Linked DNA regions of Mus musculus: all the other regions are linked to region 2. The links are chromatin contacts, called in public Hi-C maps. All regions are on one chromosome and are shown on one strand. Each heading gives the region's core, a stretch centred on a gene start, on an enhancer-like site or on the middle of the called end of the contact. The rest is flanking DNA. Distances are from core to core; before and after follow the strand shown. Region 1 overlaps Atp10b (ATPase, class V, type 10B). Region 2 has its middle 120 kb from the start of Gm34644. Region 3 overlaps Gabra6 (gamma-aminobutyric acid (GABA) A receptor, subunit alpha 6).

Region 1 (2,700 bases), core at 164-2,663, 500 kb before region 2:
AGGCAAGGACTGTGGGCCGTGGTTTGCATTTTGTGTTTTATTATAAAGGCCCAGGGATGCTTTTGTGACTGGCAAACGCATGACTAGACCAGACTTTGATACATTAATAATAGATAGTGAGAAAAGTCTCAAGAGGAGACAAATTGTATAATTTGGGATGTCAGGGAAGTAGCCTGTTTATGATGGCAGCTGTAGAAATGAAAATTGCAGATGTATCTGAGAAAGATACCGCAGGTAGAAAGGTTGACTTGTTGCTGTGTATGGTTATGCAGCCCCAAGGGATGCCAAGGATAATTGCTAGAGGACAATCTGGGCCCTGGCATTTGCTGAAGGGAACTCTAAAGAGGCTGGCTTTGGAGGGTGAACCTCGAGGAAAGTCATAGGTGCTCTCTGTTTTTGTTAGACTGTGTGCAGTTGATGAATGAGTTAAAGAAATGCAACTGGAATCAATGAGAGGCCCGTGTTGGAGGCATCTGCGAAATATTTTTCAGTTCAGAACAGTGGTTTTTGTATGTATGGAACAAGTATAAAACTAGGAGACCAGAGAGCCTGGGATGAAGGCTTGCCACTCACTGTATCTAGGCTGTGAGTTGTAAAGGAAAGAAAGAGAAGTTGGAAGACATTCCAAGCATAGGCCATGTCGAGTCAGCTCTGCAGCCTACCTGACCTATTTTCTAGGTCAGAATTCTTTCTTTTTTTTTTTTGAGAGTATATAATTTCCTGTCTCCTTCCTCCCTCACACCATCCCATATAATCTTCCTTGTTCTCTTTCAAGTTCATGGCCTCATTTTTTATATACACAAAGACACACACACACACACACACACACACACACACACACACACATCCCTAAATACATAAATACAACTTGCAAAAAAAAAAAAGTCAAGGGCAGAGGGCCCAATTAAAAGGATTAAGAGGATATATTAGGGTTTAAGCTTGGTATGTTATTTTGCTTTTAAATCTGTAATAGTTTGTATACATCTATGCTCTAGTTGAAGGGAATTTGTCATGTTCTTTTGACCTGGGTGGGTTACCTAGCCTAAGGTTAGTGGCCTATTATTACAAGATTGGTGAGGAAGACCAATCCCCATTATGAGTAATATGACTTTCAACTGCAAGCCAGGAACAGTTTTCTACAGCAAACATTCTGTCATGTGGGTTTATATAAACAAACAAGGATCATGCCAAACTTGAAAGTCAGCAGTGCTTATAACTATTAAAATAATCCCTTCATTATCAGAAGAAATCCCTTTGACCTTAGTAAATAGAATTAAATGCGAATTCAATGTTGTGGTGCTAATATGAGCAAAGCTTTGGCCTGTATACCATGGTCGGTAGCAAGTACATACTTGCTAACATTTCCCTAAGTCATCCCTCATCTGTTCAGCAAGCCATCACCCTGATGCCCATCTGTTCTCTCCATGTGTGTCAACAGTCCGTGCACATGTTTCAATGGCCTTTCTTAAGCTGCTGCTGCAGCCTAGTAAGACTCTGGCTCTAATCATTTTTCCAATGAAGAACACTGGGCTAATGAATTTCTTCCTAGCTTTGAGGCTATACAGTACGTATCCAACATGAATGCCACAGAGAACCACCATTACTGCTGATATTTTCTTTGAAGACGTGAAAGCAGAAGTTTTTAGGTGGGAAGCCTCAGGAAATGCTTTGTGAATATGAATGATTTATCAGGAAGACAGAGCCTTTAAAAACGTGACACACGTGCTTTAAACTTAAGCGATGATAAAAATTGGCTACTTCATGAAAAAAATTAAAATTTCTGAGAGAAATCTGAAGTTCTGATTCATAGTTCTTCCCTGGAATGACAGGAAGTTCGTTGCCTCCTTGTGTGCATTGCATGTGGCTTACTGTTCTGCTGCCTTTCCTCCAGGCACTGAAGTGCAAGACTCCCCCACTAATAGAAAAAGATTAGAGAGCTTGAAAGAAATGCTCCCTTACCACAAAACAGAATTTATAAGCCAGGGAGGTAAAATGATCACTCCTACATTCCATATGTCACAGCGGAGGCCATTTTGCTTCTCTATGACTGACCTGGGAACTGAGTCCATGTTATTTACCCTCTGGCTTATTGTTCCTTTATCCTAGCACCTCGCCTCTGCACAACAATCTCAAGGCCCCAGTCACCTTGACTGATTTAGAAGCTTTATGGAAACACACATCTGGGTAGATCTCTGTGTGTGTTTCTAGAAAGGTTTAGCAGAGGAGGAAAGAGACACCTTTACTGTGGGCTGGGGGTTCTGGGCTGTGCAGAGGAAGTAAGCTGAGAACCAATAGTCCTGTCTCTCCACTTTCTGAGCATGGGAGCCATGTGACAGGCTCCATGATAGACAATTGTCAAACTGTGAGCTGAAAAAAAAGCCCTCTATCCTTAAGTTGATCTTGCTAGGAATTTCTTCACAAAATCTAATACATTTGCAGTATATGAACTTAGGGGAGACTGGGGATTTTAAAGGACATTGCCCAAGAGCTCAAACCTTGGTAGAAGAGCCACAACCGGAGTGAGGAGGCAGATGAGGTAGAACGTGGGGTCTGAGAGCTGCCTTTCCATCACCCAGTAGGGATTGGTGGGGCTGTTGCAGGTGACACAAGTGGCGTTGTATATTAGGGAAACCACGAAGTACATCAAGAAGCTTCCCAGGAGGACAAGGCCATGGAGGACAGTCTGTGGAGGGGACAAAG
Region 2 (2,700 bases), core at 173-2,672:
GGGACTTAGTAAAAGGGACTAAGTTTACCTGCAAGGTCAGAGAGATCACTGTGAAGACAAAGGACCTTTTAGACAAGAGGTCAAGGGGTGAATGACTCTGAAATGAGTTAGGGGAATCGTATTTTGGGCATTAAGAGAATAACTCTATAAGCTCTAGGTCCATTGTATATGAGACATGGAAGCATGATAAAATGCCAGGAAAGGATGGTCAATGCATAGGGTGAGAGAGAATGTGAAGGGAGTTATCATAAGGTCATAGACGCTATTTCATGTCATTTTTATTTTAAAGTGAAGATTTTGATATGCCGCCCACCTGTAATCTCTGTTCTTTAATTTTCAGACAGAATTGATCTATATCAATTCATAGTCTGAGGCTTACTCTAGATTCTCATCAATGGCTCATGCACGTTCCGTTTTGATTGATCATTTTGTCAATTTAAAATAGAATAGCACTCTTGAGTCACGACCTATATTGTGAGACCTGTGACACAATAACAGCCTTCATTTGTTTATGATGTTTTCCTTAGCAAATACATCCCATACTCCTGTATAATTTTTCAGTTTAAACATCATATCAATTCAGAGTTTATTTGTTTTTTCTTTGGTTTATTATTTATATTCTATTCTCCTGTCTCAGTCTCTCAAATTCTATATGTTAACATAGTTGGTACTTTCTAAATTCTTCAACAGTAATTTTTGTTTGTTTGTGTTCTCGCTGCTTTGGGGGAAGTCTGGAGGGAAATAGCTCTGTAGGAGAGTAAGAGTATTTAAATTCCACCAGGAGAATGGTTCTCAAATTTTGATCATTCCCTCATAAAAGGCCAGTTAGCCTGTGTTCCTCAAGGCAGAACACTACAAGCATTTGGCTCACTGCCTGGTGGCAGGGAAATGTGTTCTCCGTGGAGACTCTGCTGTCATCCAGGGAAGCATACGTGGGTCTCACTGTGAGATGAGATCACTCACGTTCACTGAGGTATGCAGTCTCCAAGGGCTAGCATCAAGTAGGAGGGATGCTACATTTCTTCAAGTGGCTATTCATTCCCATTTTACTCCAACAAAAAGCTCTAAATTGGGAGCATGAAGAGAAATAAGAGGTTTAAGCAGTACCCACCTTCACTTATCAGTAATCCATATATGACTCTTCATAGAACACCTGTCACAGGTTCAGAAATAACTAAGATGGAGCTGATATAGGCAACACTACTGCAGGAAAGTGTAATGGAAATGGAGAGTAGACAAGCACATAAGACCAAGGAAGTAACAGAAAGAAACATGAGAGGAGAATTCAATGTAGCTTAAAGCAGTACAAATGCTCCCCAAACAAGACGACACAGGGAGATAGGGCTCAGAGTGAGAGGGCAGTGACCAAACGTAGGAATTCGCTCCTTGCTTGCCAGTTACCAGGGAGATTGCTGAGGGCTTCCAAGCTGCAGGCCCATCTGTCTTCTTCAATTCTAGGGCAAACCTCATTAGGATAAGGCAGCACCCTGTGTCTCCATCCTGCCCTCTGGGACCTCAGATCCCCATCTGGCAAGCTAAAGGAACAAGCATGTTTGCTCTGCCACAGGGCTTAGATTCTCTAGCTGTTTTTTTTTTTTTTCTTTTTCTGATAAAGAAAAAATGTGTTTTTTTTTTTTAATCTACTATTTGTTAACTTTTATTTGGTATTCCATGCTATGTTCTTCCTGCCTTAGGAGCTACACTAAACCCATTTCAGTGTGCTTGCTGAAAAAGCTAATAACTTCATTCTGCTGTAATTAAACTCTGAAAGGCAAATTCTTTTTCTTCATCATCTAACCTGGCAGGAGATCAAAACCATTCACCAGTCTTGAAGTCATTCTTTGGATACAGGATTGCCACTATGGGGCAGGGTTGTTCTGAAGGCTAATCGGACAGAGCTTGACAAGGAATTCTTCCCCCCCGCCCCCCGGGAGGAAATACATCAGAAGAGTATTACAAATCCAGAAATTATCTTTCCAGAGAAGAAAACATGCTATACAAAGACCCTAAGTCAATACAGTTTCTCATGTTGTGGTGACCCCCAATCATAAAATTATTTAATTTCTACTTCCTAACTATACTTTTGCTACTGTCATAAATCATAATGTAAATATCTGATATTCAGAATATCTTATATGCAACCAGCAAAGGGGTTTAAAAACACTGTCCTAGGTGAGGCCTGAGAATCATAACCTAAGTGTATTCAAGAAACATCCATGAGCATAAGGAGAGTTCACACCAGAACACCTGAAAGATCTCCAAGTGATGCATTCTCAGCTGAAGCATGGGAATTGTTTTAATTAAAGATCTGAAGATATAACTCTTTTCTTCTACTTCATCCATTCATTTATTCACTAAGTATGTATTGAGTGGTTACCCAATGCAAAGCTGTGATAGGCACTGGGGATATCACCTAAAACACTTCTTTTCTATGTCCTCACAGAGTTTGTACTTTATGATTGAGATTGCATTCTGAGAGGAGACACTGCCAAATACTCTTTTAGTATTAAGATTTGACACTTCTCAGGTACTTTCTCTAGCTCCTCCATTGGGAGCCCTGTGATCCATCCAATAGCTGACTGTGAGCATCCACTTCTGTGTTTGCTAGGCCCCTGCATAGTCTCACAAGAGACAGCTATATCTGGATCCTTTCAGCAAAATCTTGCTAGTGTATGCAATGGTGTCAGCGTTTGGAAGCTG
Region 3 (2,700 bases), core at 48-2,547, 450 kb after region 2:
AAGTCATGCCTCTGGAGACAAAGACAGGGCATCTTTTTTAGTTTGCTATGTTGATGATTGTTACTTCTCTTTCTTAGCATTCTGACTCCAAGTACCATCTGAAGAAGAGAATCAGCTCTCTGACTTTGCCCATCGTTCCATCTTCTGAGGCCAGCAAAGCCCTCAGTAGAACGCCCATCTTAAAATCGACGCCTGTCTCTCCCCCATTGCTCTTACCAGCCACTGGGGGCACCAGCAAAATAGATCAGTATTCTCGAATTCTCTTCCCAGTAGCTTTTGCAGGATTCAACCTTGTGTACTGGATAGTTTACCTTTCCAAAGATACAATGGAAGTGAGCAGTACTGTTGAGTAGTTTGTAACCAGAAAAATCTGGATACTGTAGTTTGTCATTTTCCATTTTCCTCACTGACAGAACACAAATTATTGAGGTTAGTAGACATAGTCTCATTTCAGATACGACTTGAAAATTGAATGTCTGCATTTCATAATATGGAATAGGTATGTATGGGCTAAAAACAATAGTGGTACTCTTCAAAATTAAATTTAAAATAAAATTTAGAAGGCTACTGAAAATACAAATTTTCTGTAAATAATATTAATAATAGTAATAATAATAATAATGTGAATAAGGTAGATTCAAAATGAGTTTGCCAACCTTTGTCTTCATATTCAATATCTTAATTGTCACTGTGAATAATATTTTCCACATAGCAGATAAATTCAGACATACTGACCCTTCTAAAGCTTGCCTTAAATTTATTTATTTTGTCTTAATTTCTACTCTAAATATTTATTGGTATGTTTATACAGCATGCTGGTGGCCTTTACAATTTTACAAGAACTTTCAGTGGCATTGGACTGCTTATATTTAGTTTAGACATTTCTTTTTAACCTTGCTGTGTTCTTTTACCTCAATAAAATGTGGCATTATATAAAAATAAATAATACATAGTTTATAAATTATGTATGCATATGTACATAGCTTTAGTTATGCTGCAATACTGTTGCTATTTCCCACTAAATTCACATTTAAAAAGAAGATGCTTGCTAACACCAGGAGGTTCTAGCAAGGTCACTTGGTGGACTATACTATGACTGTATATTCTGATTATGGCTACCATCATATGCTACACTTTCCTAAATATAATGCTAAATAAAACCACAACAGGCCTGCATCTCTGGTTTTGATTCATTAACATGGGAGGATAAGTTTTCTTGGGTACCAAGACATGAACTGGCTTCCTCTTCCCCAGTGTCACTAACAGCCTTTCTGAGACACAGAAGGTGAGACAGCCCAGCACAGTCAGAGGCTGAGAAGATTTGAATCACAGTCAAATAATTGCTGCTTCCTTTTGCTTCTCTAATATCAACACTGAAATCTGGCTGGCAGTTCTCATCTCCCTATTTCCCCAGTACTTGATGATTCCTCAGTGTTTCTCTTGTATAAAGTTACTCTAGGGAAAGAAAAATCAGGCATAAGAGAAGGCAGACCATGCAGTCCGTTCAAATGGACTGAATCTCAGAATCCATTTACACATCAAAAAATACTTTTGTATAAATAATTTTGTCCCTATCCATGAAAATACCCACCTACTACAAATAAACAATTTCAATTTTATTTAAAATATCTTTCTACTAAAGGTGAAAGAGATAAGCTTTCTGTCAAACTTATCTATTGTTTTGATTTTCAATCAAGTGTCTTTAAACTCTGTAGACTATTTTTACTTATAGAATAGGATTTCTTAGATACATTGTTCTAAAGATCATTTTAATAGTGAAAAATATGCTATTTCCTTAACTCTATATAACAAAGATGGTATAATTACACAGAAATCCATTTATGTTTTAGGGAGTATGTTAAGTAATTAAAAGCCAAGTAGATCTCTATCTTCATCTAAGCTAGGCAATATTGAGTCTTCATCTCAACTATGTCAAGCATATTCTGTTATTTTCTCCATTTAAAGATGAAAAACCAAGGCAGCAATGGAAGAGCCCTTGGTTATGTAATGCCATGTGATCATCTGTGAAAACATATACATACAAGTAATAATATGTGGAGTGAGCAGATTATAATTATATATTTATGAATCTATTTTTACATTCATATATATGAAGCAATATGTTTAAAACTAGATGCCAAGACTTTTAAACAGAATAAGAAAGGATACAGTGGGGATAATTGCAGATAGGAAAGGGAAGGGTATATTTTCCCTTAAAATATATATTTCTATATCTCTGTATCTATCTATCTATCTGTCTATCTGTCTGTCTATCTATCTATCTATCTATCTATCTATCTATCTATCCATATATCTATATTCATATATCTATATCCATATATCGATATCCATATATCTATATCTACCTTCTAACTATCTATATCTATCTCTATATCGAGAGAGAGAGAGAGAGAGAGAGAGAGAGAGAGAGAGAGAGAGAGAGAGAGAGAACTAAGGCATTCAGTACATGGAAAATGTTTAAAACACAACCCATTAATGTACTACAGCTATAAATCATTCCTGAGCACTGGTATTGAACCCTAGCTAATTCACACCTTAATCATAACCTCAATCCCACCTATCTCCATCTAATAAAATATAAGACTTTTTTTGAATCTCTCTGGTGCTCTCTTACACTGAATTTCATTTCCCATCATTGTTTTCCTGGAATTTGAAACCTTCCATGTGTTTCTTATCTTC

What was found. A called contact is a pair of places that touch in the nucleus more often than the background predicts.
Region 1: a contact with region 2 is called in a Hi-C map of cerebellum, with 2.4 times the contacts expected there. The contact joins two enhancer-like sites. A contact is called at or near these places in 4 of 484 Hi-C or Micro-C datasets (cerebellar granule neurons and cerebellum).
Region 3: a Hi-C map of cerebellar granule neurons shows a contact between it and region 2, with 2.9 times the contacts expected there. The contact joins two enhancer-like sites. A contact is called at or near these places in 2 of 484 Hi-C or Micro-C datasets (brain and cerebellar granule neurons).

What each region holds. Positions count from the first base shown.
Region 1 is chr11:43,254,159-43,256,858 of GRCm38.p6, reverse strand. It overlaps Atp10b (ATPase, class V, type 10B), which reads right to left. Exons shown (of 23, transcript NM_176999.3): 22 at 2,496-2,683. Among named protein-coding and RNA genes, the nearest start is that of Gm12146, 31 kb to the right of the region's middle. Within about 2 kb of position 1,413, at least 2 of the 459 cell types and tissues checked have an H3K27ac peak or open chromatin away from gene starts, as enhancers often do. A contact at or near this core is called in cerebellum, where this site is marked.
Region 2 is chr11:42,753,828-42,756,527 of GRCm38.p6, reverse strand. No RefSeq gene overlaps it. Among named protein-coding and RNA genes, the nearest start is that of Gm34644, 120 kb to the left of the region's middle. Within about 2 kb of position 1,422, at least 8 of the 459 cell types and tissues checked have an H3K27ac peak or open chromatin away from gene starts, as enhancers often do. A contact at or near this core is called in cerebellar granule neurons and cerebellum, where this site is marked.
Region 3 is chr11:42,304,913-42,307,612 of GRCm38.p6, reverse strand. It overlaps Gabra6 (gamma-aminobutyric acid (GABA) A receptor, subunit alpha 6), which reads left to right. Exons shown (of 9, transcript NM_001099641.2): 9 at 78-1,176. The coding sequence ends at 353. Among named protein-coding and RNA genes, the nearest start is that of Gabra6, 15 kb to the left of the region's middle. Within about 2 kb of position 1,297, at least 1 of the 459 cell types and tissues checked has an H3K27ac peak or open chromatin away from gene starts, as enhancers often do. A contact at or near this core is called in cerebellar granule neurons, where this site is marked.